2 separate regions of the Pan troglodytes genome follow, and region 1 is linked to region 2. A link is a contact called in public HiChIP or PLAC-seq data. All regions are on one chromosome and are shown on one strand. The core of a region is the stretch at or near the end of the contact, and the rest is flanking DNA. Distances in the headings are between cores, read along the strand shown.

Region 1 (3,415 bases), core at 486-2,985, 200 kb after region 2:
CAGTACTAGAGGATGAAAACTGAAACGTTGTTTTGATGTTTATTGAATAAAGAGATTAGAGAATATTTGATTTTTGTTGTCAGTGTATTAAAGAAATTTTCACATTGATAAATGTTCTCTAGGAATGTGTCTACATTCATCAGGTGTGAACTCTTGTACATGAATTTTGTACCTTGAATCCACATATATATTAAGTGTATCATCAATATAAAAATAAACATTATTTGCTTAAAGTTTTTGGTACTTTTTCGGTATTGACCGCTGAACTGTTAGGGTTTGCTTCATTCAAATATCTCAGAGGCTTTGAACTATCTTGGGGTTGATGCTTCTTGTTAGTTTGTCAATGTTTGAATCCTGGTTTTGGTTTTTTCCCTGCCCTGCTCCTGCTGGTCAGAACTGGAACACGCGAAGGAAGGGACTGTTGAAGAATTGGGTGGAATCTGCTTATTCTTGGGCTTGTGTTGAGTCTGGGGATGGAACCAGAGTTCCTTAAGGTGGAATGGCTGGCTTGGCATTGACGAGTTCAGGGACCTGACTTAGGGTACTGATTTGGACCGTGACTTTTTGTTTGAGATAGAGTTTCGCTCTTGTTGCCCAGGCTGGAGTGCAATGGCGCGATCTTGACTCACTGCAACCTACACCTCCCGGGTTCAAGCGATTCTCCTGCCTCAGCCTCCGAAGTAATTGGGATTACAGGCATGGGCCACCATGCCCGGCTAATTTTGTATTTTTAGTAGAGACGAGGTTTCGCCATGTTAGGCTGGTCTGAACTCCTGACCTCGGGTGAACCACCCGCCTCGGCTTCTCAAAGTGTGGGGATTACAGGAGTGAGCCACCGCGCCCGGCCTGGACTGTGACTTGGAACAAGATAGTTTTTCCTCTTTTGTTTTTTTTTATTTTCCTACTGCCTGCATGATTGCTATTTATTTAAAGAGACGGAGTCTCGCCACGGTGCCCAGGCTGGTCTGGAAGCCCTGGTCTCAAGAGATCCTCCCACCTCGGTCTTCCGAGTAGCTGGGACCACAGAAGCGCGCGCCGTGCACTTTTGATGTTTTCAACTTTCTTCCTAAGCAGAAAGGAGACGGCCCAGCAGCGGATGGTGAAGCTAATCCAATATAGTGAGCTGCCACCAGCGTTTTTAAGTGCATTACATAGTAAGAACGTGGTTCTGCTGGACGTTATGTACTCGGTTGCGATATAAAACGCATCATCTACAGTAGGTGACAGGCGCCAAAGTCTAAAAACTGGTCTCAAGGTGTAAGGTCCCAGGACTAGTTTCTGGAGCTACTGGCTTGTGAGTGAAGCTGGAGGCGCAGACTTCCCGGGTCACACGGTGGCAAGGCAGCTGCCTAGGGTGCGGCGGGACCCGGCGGCGCGGGGGGGCGCCTGGCCAAGCAGCGCAGCCCCGGCCGGGTTTGTAGCCAGCACAGCACAGCGGGGCCTGTGGCACCGACTGGGTTCTTTTACTTTTGACACGAAGCCCCTCCCACTTACCACGCTCTGCACGCGCCCCTGTTAAAATAGAAAAAGACCGAGAGGCCTCGGAGACTCAGTCATCATCTGCGGCTCTGGCCGCTCGCTGACGTGGCGAACTGGGCTGAGGGAGCGCCCGGCTGGGCACCCGAGAACTCCAGCCGTTCCGGCCCAACCGCCGCTCACAGGTGGTAACTGTAGCCGCCAAGGCCGCGCACGGGCGCATGCGCGCGTCGGACCAACCCCCCCCCCCCCCACCCCGCGCAGTCACTTCCGGCGCGCTGGGAGACGTGCGGTTCCGGGTCGCTGCCCGGCTCGCCGGCTGGGCGGTGGGGGTTGGTGACGCGGGCAGGGGCTCACGAGAGGCCCGGGAGGCGGGGCTTTGCTGGCTGCCCAGAGAGAGGCAGGTGCGCGGGCCAGGACTCCGGGAATGCGAGCAGGCCCCTTATTCTCCCAGTGGCCTCGGTCTGTCCTCGCAGCGGCCCGGTCAGGGTTGCCCGAGCCCCAAGGCGGGGGGCGGCACCGGGGTGCTGAAAGGGTGAGAGTGGGGGCGGAGGCGGGCTGCCCCGGCCTGGGAGTCTGGAGCCTAGGGTTCCGGGATTCCTCCCTGCGCGACCTTGGACAAGTCGCTCCTCCTCTCTAGGGCTCAGTTTCCCTGCTGTCAAATGGGAGAGATGTTGGATCCTTCCTTTCTTTGACAGTCCAAAGCACGGGCGGGGCTGGAGGTAGCCTGAGGGAGTGAGATCCAAACTGCCGTGGCAGGCACCTGCCTGCCTCCCTGGGGGTTAGACATCTGTCTTTACCCAATTTTGCCTTGCTTTTTGTCAGTGCAAATCCGTGACCAGACAGCCCAGGGTCTGGCCAGGTAAACAGTATGTGAGTGTAGTAATCAACTGAGAAATAAATACTGGCTCCAGGAAAACTTAACCTCATTCAAATTGTTTTGCTCAGGGCTCCCAGGGAGAAGTGAATTTAGGCACCCGCTGCGGTGATCAATTCTGTTCTATGCGCTTGTAAGTGAAGCTCTTAGGCAAAAAACAAATTCATAGGAGATCAGGGTTAGGGAGGGTATCCCATTGAGAGTTGTGACAGGTTTTCTTACCCCCTTTAATCCTTCTTCTGCCCCTCCTCTTCCTTCACTTCTTCCCCCTATCCCCACCCAACATTTTGGCCGTACACTTGAAAAGAAATACCCAATGCATTTTATCTTTGTCTTCATGCAGGACAGAATGCTTTGACCTCCAAGCTGTTTTAAATCTAGTAGATAAGCCAGGTGAGTAAGTGGTTTACACACATTGAAAGTAAAGTTTCTGAAGAATTGTACAGCCTTAATGGAGGATCTGAAGTGGTAAGATAGCATTTGTGTATCTCAGAGCAGAGCTTAGGTATCCTCCACAAAACATGGAAAGTTAAGGTTGGAACCAGAATATTAGTGTTTTATACACCATTAGGAGGAAAAGATTTTTGAATCTTACTTTGAATATCATGTCAAACATTCTTAAGAAAAGAAACTGTGAGGCCAGGCGCAGTGGCTTATGCCTGTAATCCCAGCACTTTGGGAGGTCAATGCAGGTGGATCATCTGAGGTCAAGAGTTTGAGACCAGCCTGACCAACACGGAGAAACCTCGTCTCTACTAAAAATATAAAATAAGCCGGGCATAGTGGCGCATTCCTGTAATCCCAGCTACTCGGGAGGCTGAGGCAGGAGAATCGCTTGAACCCAGGAGGTGGAGGTTGCGGTGAGCCGAGATCGTGCCATTGCATTCCAGCTTAGGCAACAAGAGCGAAACTCCATCTCAAAAAAAAAAAAAAGAAAGAAAGAAAGAAAATAAACTCATTGGAGGTAATTTTATCAAACTCAAAACCACACAGCGTCTCTAGAAAATGTTCAAGGATATCAGATACTTATATAATAGAGTTGTCTGGTGTGTCTTCTTTTTT
Region 2 (3,348 bases), core at 436-2,935:
GATAAAGAGGAAGTGTGAATTAAATGTGGACTGGAATGATGGGATTTGTATGTCTTACAGAGTTAAAATAAGCAGAGATCACTTGGACACAATGTGAAGACTCGAGGATCCTTTTTGGGAAGGCGTAAGAAATGAATAGGTCCTGTTTTATTGACAATATCTGCCATATATCAGTGAGGATTGGTCAATTATGGAAGATGCTAAAAAGCAGGCAATGGATTTTTAATAAGGAATATAATAAATATTTCAAGATTACTTCCCTAGTGAGTTGATGATCCCCCTTCGTCTGACACAAATTATTCTGGAGTTCTTTCCTCTCTCTGGCTTGATAATATGGGTGGAAACTGTTAGTTGAGATTGAGGTGATTTGTGGTTCTGTGACTTTAGGATTACATGAAATACTAATTTGGGGGACCAACAGAGATTTGACATTTTTTCAAAGCAATTTTTCAAATCCTACTACAATTTACCGTCAGTATTACTTCATAAATGGAAAGTCATTTTACCATTAAAGATGTAGGTAGGACCATCTCAGAAGAAAAGACAGCTCTTTACACCAAATACATTTGGTTTTGTGAAAAACTAGTATCCTAATTTTTGCCGCTTATGGAAATCAATGAGAGATTTTCCCCACCCCAATGTTGACATGTACTACTCGACGCTGTCATATTATTGAGGCATAAAAGATGTTCTAATAAAATGGAAGTGACTTAAGAGAAAGTTTTATGCCTCCTCCCAACTCTGAACAGATGCTGAGGATATACCAAACAAGTTCACACAGGAGTAGAGATTTAGAGAGGCCTTCCCACCTTCAAGAATTTTATAATACGTTAATGAGCTGAGTCTTATTTTCAAGGATGGCTTTGTTAAAGCAGAAGAAGGGTAACTATGCTTATGAAAGGCAGTTTTGCATGCCTGTTTGTCAAAAAATACAGTACAATTTATTTTAAAATTGATTAATTGGTGTAGAACTTGCAGTGGTCACAGAATCAGGATGGTCAGCTTCCATTCAGGGATCAAATTTGTCCAGGCCTTTCAAAATGGAACACGTTGCTTTTAGTATGGCATTGGTTCTGTTTGTAGTGCTGATTTTTCTTTCATGGTAATTAAAAAAAAATCTTACTTTCTTAAAAGCCTGCACCCAAGCTAGTGAGCTTTTCTGCAGAGGATTGAGCATCCAAACCATGCTTTATTTTGGTGGATTCTTAGAGTTTTCTGGCTGGGTCCTTTTTGGGGGGTAGCTGTGAGCTGTGAGACAATTTCAGCAAGATGTAGGGACAAGGATCGCATTCGAGGTGGCTTAAAAGGAAACACGTTTGTGAGAGTTGCCTCACTGTCTCACCTGCTAGAGGAAATTGGGAGATTTCAGGGCTTGTTTTCGGTCCTGGCGTGGTGCAGAGGTGGAGGGGCGCCAGCAGGTGTGTGGTATGCAGGACGCAGAGCCAGGAGAACCTGGGGCAGGTGTCTGGAGCCGGGGGTGCAGTTCCTACTTTTAGGCGCATGGTGGCGCTAGGGTCTCCTCCGGCCCTGCTAGCAATCTCTAAGGCACCTCCGCCGCCACCTGCAGTCTCAACCAAACCTCTGGGTGGGCGGCGCGGGATGTGACGGGCCGAGCGTCCAATCGACTGACAGATTTCCGTCCACACTACTGCTCTAGCCAATGGGAACCGAGGAGAGGCGCGGAGGAGGCGGGCCCCGCGGCAAGCCTGGCAGAGGCGCGAGGCCCTCCTCCCGCCTCTCCGCCTACTCCAGCCTCCGCCGCCTCAGCTTCCCGAGCGAGCCCTGCGGCCGCCGGAGCAGCTCCCGCGGCGGAGCAGGAGCCGGATGGTCAGAGGAGCCCGGCAGCCCCAGCAGCCGCGGAGTCGCCTGCCCCCCAGGTGCGGGGGCTGGGTGGAGGCCGGGGTTGGGGATGGGGTGGGGGCCAGAGAGCGGGCCCAGGGGCAGCGGCTCGGGGCCGTGGAGCATTCGGGGCGCAGAGACCGGAGGGGCGGGGGGTGCAGGCTGGGGGGACCTTGGGGGCGCCTGCAGGCGGCGGCGCGGGCTGGGCGCGATCGCCTCCTCGAGGCCAGGTGAGAGGGGCGTGTGAGGGAAGGGGCGCCGAGGGGTGAGGCTGGCGGCGCGGGGCCGGGAGGGGCAAGGCGGGCGCGCCCCCGGAGGGGCCGTGGAATGCGGGGGTCGCCGGGCCCGGAGAGGCGGGGCGTGGAGGGGGCAGTGCACGGTCGGGAACGGGTGGGCACAGGAAAGGGGAGGCTAGGGGGGCTTGCGGGGGTGACGAGGCAGACAATGAGTAGGTGGAGGTGGGTGATTTTGGGGAGCTGGGCTGTGACGAGCAGGGGTCGAGGATGGGGTGAGGGACCAGGAAGGTTTGAGCTCAGGGAGAATTGGGGGAACGGTGAGTCCCAGGAATGCTAGGTCTTGGTAAATAGGGGAAACAGGGCATGAGGCGTTTGTAAGGTCAGATCTGAGCTTGGCGAGCCTGTGGTCCCAGAGGGTGGTCTATTTAGTTCTTGACTGGCACGGTAGCGCCGGGAGATGTTTTCTTGTATGTTACTTTTAGTTACCGTCTTATTTGTTTGGTCTGCAGACTGACTGGCACAGTGGAGAAACCGCCTCGAAAACGGAGAAGCAGGTAAGGCAGTGCCTTCCTATTTTGCTTCATGTTTTTCTTTTTGCTTGGCTGCACCTGTGCCGTACTGCATAATTGTATACTGTCAGTAGATGAAGTTTCTTATTTATCCCCCTTTTAAAAGAATATAACCACATGCATGATTTTTCTTTTGAGGACTTCAAATTACTACCTCTACAGTCGATTTTTTTTTTTTTTTTTTTTTTGGTATCTGAGATAATGTGGGAAATCTTGAGAAATCCTACTTTTTTACTTTTTGATGTTGTGTAAGGATCTCAGCTATTTTTTTTTTTAACCTTAGCCATAATTTCATTTTCTCCAGCATCTCTGTTTAAAAAGCTCATCTTGGCTGGGGTGGCTCATGCCTTCAATCCCAGCACTTTGGGAGGCTGAGGCAGAAGGATCATTTGAGCCTGGGAGTTCAAGACCAGTCTGGGCAACAGAGCAAGACTCCGTCTCTACAAAAAATTGAAAAACTAGCCGGTCCCATAAATATATACACCTACTATGTACCCACAAAAACAAAAAATTAAAAAACCGAAAACCAACTAGCTGAGCGGGTGTTGTGGACCTATAGTCCCAGCTTCTCAAGAGGCTGAGGTGGGAGGATTGCTTGAGCCCAGGAAGTCAAGGCTGCAGTGATGCAGTGAGCCGTGATCATGCCACTGCACTCCAGTGTGGGGAACACAGCAAGACCCTGCCTCAAAAAATAAACTAATTTT

Evidence for each region. HiChIP or PLAC-seq counts read pairs in DNA pulled down with a chosen protein or histone mark.
Region 1: an H3K4me3 HiChIP or PLAC-seq map of stem cell-derived excitatory neurons shows a contact between it and region 2, with 5 times the contacts expected there. The contact joins the promoter of GOLGA1 here to the promoter of SCAI in region 2. A contact is called at or near these places in 1 of 7 Hi-C or Micro-C datasets (stem cell-derived neural progenitor cells), 1 of 1 datasets of contacts at active chromatin or transcription factors (stem cell-derived excitatory neurons) and 1 of 1 other capture datasets (stem cell-derived neural stem cells).

The regions. Positions count from the first base shown.
Region 1 is chr11:13,517,402-13,520,816 of NHGRI_mPanTro3-v2.0_pri, forward strand. GOLGA1 (golgin A1) reads left to right here and starts at 1,736. Exons shown (of 24, transcript XR_010148851.1): 1 at 1,736-1,880; 2 at 2,697-2,746.
Region 2 is chr11:13,314,337-13,317,684 of NHGRI_mPanTro3-v2.0_pri, forward strand. It overlaps SCAI (suppressor of cancer cell invasion), which reads left to right and starts at 1,686. Exons shown (of 18, transcript XM_528477.8): 1 at 1,686-1,877; 2 at 2,585-2,629. The coding sequence starts at 1,825.